Linked DNA regions of Mus musculus: region 2 is linked to region 1. The links are chromatin contacts, called in public Hi-C maps. All regions are on one chromosome and are shown on one strand. The core of a region is the stretch at or near the end of the contact, and the rest is flanking DNA. Distances in the headings are between cores, read along the strand shown. Region 1 overlaps Gm34654 (a long non-coding RNA gene). Region 2 overlaps Elovl5 (ELOVL family member 5, elongation of long chain fatty acids (yeast)).

Region 1 (3,722 bases), core at 1,082-3,581:
CTTTAGTTCGTGTCAAGTTGACAAAAACCAACCAGCACAGCTCAATTTTAGTGTTTTTGCTTCCTCAAGAAATAGGCATGCTCACAGAAAATAGACAAAAGGAATGACTTGTGGGTGGGCATGTCAGAAACACAGTTATCAACTAAGCTGGCATCTAATATGGACCCAGTTTGTAGTGCTCCAAACACACTGTAACAGATACATTAATGATGAAAACATGAGCTAATTTGTAAACTGTCAAAAGATGACAGAGACACAAAGCCATACAAATCATAGAAGTGTCAGGTTGATTTATTTCCTACTGTGGAGGTCATGTTTATACCTATTGGGTTGTTGTTGTTGTTTTCATTTATAAGCAATGAACAATCTTATGCCTGTATCATTTTGGAACTGTATCAGCATAATATACAGAATAAATTTTTAGATATAGAATTTTGCTAAATGAAAGTGTATGGACAGTTAGGACTTTGGTAATAATTCTTCACCAAATTTATGTCTATGATATTCCACTAGCAATATGGAACTACCTCATCAATTTAGGACCATCAGTCTTCTGACTTTACTATTCTGATAAGTTGGAAATAGACCCAATATTGTTTCAATATACATTCTTTTTAGTGAGATTGAAGATGTCTTCATATTTAAGAGTCAGTTCTACATCCTTATTGGGGACTGCCAAAACTTGAAATTTTGGCATTCTTTATTTGTTTATTTATTTGTTTAAGACAGTGTTTCTCTGCTGAGTTTTCAAAATAATTATAAATCTATGTTCCATCTTTGCTTTCACAAAATCAAAGAGAAGACTTTGTATTATGGAAGTTCTTGAATGCTGTAAAGAATCATTTAGGAGGGAGGGAGGAGGGAAAGAAGAGAGGGAGGTGGGGGATTCAGGAGTGAAATTCCTGGGGTGGTGTAAGAGTACAGCTTCAGGAATATTTAGTAACAAGTATTAAAAGCTAATATCTGCTACAGGTATATCAGGCACAAGTGTTCTAATGCCAGGCAGGAATTAAATAATTTCTGACTGTGAAAGAGGTACTTCCTCCTTCAGACAGCACTTGTATCAGAAATATTAAAAGGTCAGGTTGTGCTTTGGCTAACAGGTTCTACTAACCAGTTGAAGAAGAAACTGATAGTGCCTCATGAGGAAATTGGACATGCACTGAATTACAGGAACTGTCTTTCCTGTCTACTGGCACATATATGAGCATCTACTTTCCTCCCCCCACCCCTATACCTTTATCCTTCATTAGCATGTGCACAGAGACCTACCTGGCACCTCGTTACTATGCACAGAACTTCAATAGCCTTCCCTCCCTGGGATCTCCTGCCCTCAGCTTCCTTTATTGATCACTATAAAGGTCATTGGCTTTCTTTTACCTTCTCATGATAACTCAATGACTTAAGTTCTAAACTTACTCTCATCTTAGTCTTGAAACTGAGACCCACATATGCCTTGCTCAAAGTCACGCTGGGAATGTAAGTCCACACTCTTAATTATAGTTTGTCAGATTGGTAGGAAATACTTGGTGCCTGATGCGACCTAAATGTGTGTTCAAACCCATGCACAGAGAACAGGTCCCCAGTGGGACAGTGCTTGAAGGTAGAAAGTTTGGGAAGGTCGTAAGGCTAAGGGGCTCAAGTTCATGAATGGATTGTGAAGTGGTCTGACAGAGAAAGTGTGGTCCTTCTGCTCCTCCATCGTCTGCCAACTGAGGTCCCACAAAGCACCATCTTGGGAAGAAAGCAGTCCTCACTAGTTTCCTGAATCTTCATCTTGAGCTTCCAGCTTCCAGAAGCTTGAAGCATGTCCGTCTGTTCCCGATGCTGCTCCATATGTAGTGTCTGACAGAGGTCAAGAATCCCGGGTAGAGAGATGGCTCAGCGGTTGAGAGCACTGACTACTCTACTAGAGGTCCTGAATTTAATTCTCAGCAACCACACGGTGGATCACAACCATCTGTAATGGGATCCAATGTCCTCTTCTGGTGTGTGTGAAGACAGTGACAGTGTACACACACACACACACACACACACACACACACACACAGAGCAGACAACTAGGCCAAGGAAGAGCTGCAACAGCAGCAACCGAAGTACAATGGATATTGAACACAGAGTATGAATGCAAACCAGAAATGAGGCAGGGTGAGGCATGTGATTCTGTTTGCCTTCACTCGCCTCCAGTTGCTGACAGCTAAGCAGGTCATTGTTGTTTTTTATCCCCATAGGACTTAGTGTTCCGGCTGCCAGATGAAAACAGTATTTACTCTGAGCCAAGAGCACCCTTTAACCTGTCCTTAGGTGGCTCTGGTCAGACCACGAATCAGCCCACACATCTTGGCTAGGATTCCCATCGCTGGTCCTAGTGAACAAATGTGCTGATGGCTCAGACCTGTGAGAGCAGCCAGAGAAAACAGTCTTATGAATTATGAAAGAATATGGGTGAACTAGATAGAAGATGCCAATCAACAGACTGCATTGTGAAAGGGGCCATGAACCTTATTCTAACACGTACTCAGTATGAGCTCATCACGCAGTAGGTACTGGGTTATCAGACTGAACTCCATCCTAAAGCCCTGAAGGTAGGGCACATGACCGCATCCTTAAGCTCCGCTCAGCAATGACTGGCTTTGAGCCCCAGGTGAGCTGTTTATTCAACAGTTGTCAAATGATCTAATGAATGATGGAAGGCATGCCTCGGTGTCCTTGCCTACGCGGTTCTCTTCACCTAGAACTCATGGCATTTGGAAATGCCTCCTTCGCCTCTAGTTCTTGCCTAGTGTTAACTGTTCCCTTTCTAATTCTACAGTCTATGCAGTTGGATTTATAACAATAGCATATACTATCTACTATTTTGCCTCAATGTCTATGTATTCCGCTCTAAACTATATAGTAATTCCATCTGCATACTGAATTGAAACAGAAATGCCCATGTATTGTTCTCAAACTAGTACACACATTTCCTAAATGTAAGAACATCTTTACATTTTGCCCTGTAAATCCATTGTGTATTACTTTCCTCCTTGGGGCAGAATGCTTCGCAGAAGCAACTTAAGGGAACAATGATTTCTGTGGGTCATGGTTTAAAGAGATGCAGCCCACCAGGTAGGGAAGCCATGACAGCAGGAGCTGTGCTCAGCTGTGGTGGCAGGGACATGGAGTTGCTCACATAGAAGAGATTCACGAAGTAGAAAGAGAGAGAGAGATGGATGTTGGCCTCCTCTGGCTTTCTCTACTTGCCTTCTATTTGACCTGGGACTCATATCCATGGGGTGGTCCTAACCACTCTATAGTTGAGCCTTTCTGATAAAACCTTATAGACCTTCCCAGAGGGGCATAACTTAGGAGATTCTAATTAAGTCGGACTGGCATCGAAAGCTGAGCATCACAATCTAATGGCACTAAGCACTGCCATGCTAGTCAATTTGACTTCTTCAAACAGAAAGTGGAGGATTTCTTGTCAAATCAAAGGAGACAGAATTGAAATGACTTGTCTACCTGATCCTTAGCTTAATGTAAATGTACACACATCTAATTTAAAAAGAGTAAAACATGCCTATTCCATTGAAAGTAGAGAAGTAACTTAAAACATCATTTAGTTCCTATGAAACAGCATGTAACTGTAGCACAGGCTAGCCTGAAACTCACCACATAGCCTAGGCAGGCTACATCTCATGGTCCTCTTCTCTCAGTCCCCCATGGTGCTAGGATTGCAGGCA
Region 2 (3,728 bases), core at 64-2,563, 110 kb before region 1:
CTATCACCCATCCACACCATTCATTTTTCTTTTTCATTTACACCTGGACACTTGCTGTCTGCATCAGGTGCCAGGCACGGAGGACTTAAAACCCAAAGAGATACAACAGCTCAGAAGACAGAATTTAAGGTCCGGGAGAAAAAACATTCTACACACAAACAGGATCTAAACGGTTTCAATGACCTGCAGTTGACTGCAGCTCGAGAATATTAGACTGAAAACAGCAGAAACGTTTTAGGCTGGTGTTAGACTGTACAGCACTCCGAGGAAAGAGGTGCAACCCACACAACCCTGCCTGGAGCACAAACTGCTTTGTCCAGCGTATCCCCATTATGCTACATGCTACCAATGGGACGAACAGTTAGTGACATCTACTTATCAGCCTGGCTGTTCACACAGCCTTTACTAATGATCTTAAAAAACACTGATGCTGGTGATTTGGAGATGTCACAGTAAGCCTCTTAAAGTGTGCTTTATGTGAGAAGGTGAAAATTTGTGTGTGTGTGTATGAAAGAGACAGTGATAGAGAGACAGACAGACAGACAGACAGACAGACAGACCTTAGTGTGTACAAGCTTTTATATAACCTCTGGCTTCAGGCATTCAGTTTGAGGTGGGTCCTGAGTACATCCACGTGGCTAAGAGAAACAACTGTATTAATGACAGGTACATATATGAAACCTGAGACACTGTTACACAAGAAGAAAGCCGGGTGAAGGGATGGAATGAACCTCCATATGGACCTTGTTTTCAGAAATGGAGTTCTGACCCAAAGACAGCAGGTGTACATGCACGAGCCAGCCTGTGTCCATCACGAGAAAGGGCACTGCACCCCTTTCAGAGAAGCACAATGACTCCCAGGCTTGGGTGCATCTGGCCGGGCTCCACAGAGGGCAATCAAATGGCACACCTTGCAGGGAGCATGTGGCTAATGCCTTGGGAAAGACGAGGGGTGCCCATCCTTAGCTGCTCACACCCCCTCTATCCCCGACGCTGGCCGTGGACGGCCTGCAGCACTACGCCCTTTCCAGTCTCATCTCCCTCACAGCCTCATCTGCCCTGCCACAGCAGCAGTATAAGGGGTGTCTTCCCAGCCACGCTGGACTGACCCACTGCTGAAGTAGCCTTTGGGATATACTCTCACATAGGTACAGAACCCCGGAGAACCCTTGACACTTTGCCTAGTCATCTGGAATTATGGGAACGCCATGACCCAATTTACAAGAATGTTCAATCATGCTGTCAGGTCTGCAGCCGGCCCGCCTGCCTGCCTACCCCTGCCTGCCTACCGCAGTTTCCAGCCTCCAAGCTGTGAAGGCCACAGACACGATTCTCAAGCGTGCTGGGCCAAGTGGGAACACAGCCACTCTGAACCATGGTGCTAGTGGGGACCAGGCCAGGCCTCCTCTCTGGGGGAGGCTTTGATCCTCTGGAGCAAGCAACAGGCCTCTCTTTGATCTGCCCAGCTCCCAAAACATAGACAAGAAATACATGACGAGAATGGATTTCTCTCCCCAGAAGCTAGACCCTGCAGACACTACACCTAAGTAACAGCCTTTTAACTTGGGGTCTCTGACCTTCACTCAACCTGGAGGGCCTCACGGAAACTGCAGGCCACAGCCAGGCGTATCAGAATCCATTTTTTGAAATTCCAACCATCAGAGTACCCTAAAGCTATCCAGGAGTTCAAGATCACACATAAAACACACGAACAAAGATTAAACAACTGAGCAGGGGCTGGTAAATTAGAACAGATTTCAGACAATCTCCTTTTTAACAGACAAAAAAGCCTAGGTTGGCCTCAAACTGGTCACCTCCCTGCCTCAGCCTTCCAAGTGCTGGGATAACCGGTGTGTACCACGAGGCAATGTAAGAATTCCACTTTAATACTTCGAGGTGTGCCAGCAGACAGTCTCAGTTGTGTCTCTTCCCACTATAAAATTCTAGACCACTTTTGGCAACTCTGCTACTATATTATTGTGTCACATTTTAAACATCACACCATGGAAAACTGACTGGTGCTGGCATTCTGTTTAGAAACTCCCCTGTATTTACCTCCAGTTCAATTCTCAGCCCCTCACCCCCAACCCCCACCTAACAGCTCACAATTGTCTGTAGCTCCAATTCCAGGGGAGCTGGCACCCTCACAGACATACATGCAGGCAAAACACCAAAATGAATGAATGAGTGAATGAACGAAACAAACTCCCTTATATTTATGAAGACAGCTGAGGAGAGCATGAGGGGAGGAGAGAGTCCAGCAGCACACCCTCTACATCACTTCCAGAAACTACTTAGAATTTAGAATCCTTATGCCTGAGTCCAAAGAAAGATCAGAACCACCGCAGCGTGAAATACTGTGAACTTTGAACCCAAAAGGGCAAACAAATCCCACGCCCAAAGACGGCCCAGCCCTGCTCCTGCAGAAAACCTACCCCCAATTTATCTCACTAGCTCCCTTCGAATGTAGTGCAAGCCCAGGTGAATTAAATCACAGTTACACGAAGCATCTTCAAAGAATGAAAGATTATATTGAAAGGACCCAGATGTAGCTGTCTCTTGTGAGACTATGCCGGGGCCTAGCAAACACAGAAGTGGATGCTCACAGTCAGCTAATGGATGGATCATAGGGCTCCCAATGGAGGAGCTAGAGAAAGTAGCCAAGGAGCTAAAGGGATCTGCAACCCTATAGGTGGAACAACATTATGAACTAACCAGTACCCCGGAGCTCTTGACTCTAGCTGCATATATATCAAAAGATGGCCTAGTCGGCCATCACTGGAAAGAGAGGCCCATTGGACTTGCAAACTTTATATGCCCCAGTACAGGGGAACACCAGGGCCAAAAAGGGGGAGTGGGTGGGTGGATATGGGGGACTTTTGGTATAGCATTGGAAATGTAAATGAGTTAAATACCTAATAAAAAATGGAAAAAAAAAAAAGAAAGATTATGCAGGACAGGTTTCCCAGCAAGTCGGTTCCCCCCTGCTGCTTCCCCCCCCCCCCACCCCTGGGGTGCCAAGAAGGGCGAGAGAAGCTTGACAATGGGCCTGGTATGACAGTGACAGGCAAGAACTGCTAAGGTTCCTTAGGCTATGGAACCAGAGCTCTCCCAGGCACAGTCTACCTGCTGAAGGAAGCAAGAAAGCGGCCATGCAGGGAAAGGGGCTCGGGCCATACAGCCATCTGTCTGGACAGGCCAGACTGTGTAAAACTACATCACAGCTAGGAGAGCTGATGCCCTAAACCCACAGCCAGGCCGCCTGGTGACCCATCTGTGCCAGGGGCATTCTGGAAATCCTGTTTCTGGCTGCAAAGGTGACAGGAGCAGGCTGGCAGTCTCCTTTTCTGTGAAATCAGTCCAGTCAAATTTCTTTTGGCTTAAAAATATATCATGGAAGTTTAGCTGTCTACCATCTCACCCCATCCACTGTTTTTGAACTGTCAAAGTTCATCTAAAACAGCCAACTAGCTGGGCTAACAAACCTATGACCTGGGATGCCAGGCTGGCACTCAAAGCCTGCACTCGGGCTCATCCATGACTTTTGATGGTCAACATAGGGTGAGCAGGCGGGGGACACTCTATGTTGGCTGCCAACACACACACAGACAGACAGACACATGCACACATAACCATAGCTACTACACGCGCCCCCTGAATTTTAGTGTTCTATGCTGAGAACATTGGCTCCCAAAGAGAGAATAAGCAACAATTCTTTTCAGCAATGT

What was found. A called contact is a pair of places that touch in the nucleus more often than the background predicts.
Region 2: a Hi-C map of liver shows a contact between it and region 1, with 3 times the contacts expected there. The contact joins two enhancer-like sites. A contact is called at or near these places in 3 of 484 Hi-C or Micro-C datasets (all in liver), 6 of 115 datasets of contacts at active chromatin or transcription factors (bone marrow-derived macrophages, embryonic stem cells and liver) and 4 of 9 other capture datasets (adipose tissue, embryonic stem cells, liver and 1 more).

The regions. Positions count from the first base shown.
Region 1 is chr9:77,844,665-77,848,386 of GRCm38.p6, reverse strand. All of the region lies in intron 1 of Gm34654 (a long non-coding RNA gene), which reads left to right. Among named protein-coding and RNA genes, the nearest start is that of Gm34654, 5.4 kb to the left of the region's middle. Within about 2 kb of position 2,331, at least 11 of the 459 cell types and tissues checked have an H3K27ac peak or open chromatin away from gene starts, as enhancers often do. A contact at or near this core is called in liver, where this site is marked.
Region 2 is chr9:77,950,801-77,954,528 of GRCm38.p6, reverse strand. All of the region lies in intron 1 of Elovl5 (ELOVL family member 5, elongation of long chain fatty acids (yeast)), which reads right to left. Among named protein-coding and RNA genes, the nearest start is that of Gm34771, 16 kb to the left of the region's middle. Within about 2 kb of position 1,313, at least 65 of the 459 cell types and tissues checked have an H3K27ac peak or open chromatin away from gene starts, as enhancers often do. A contact at or near this core is called in liver, where this site is marked.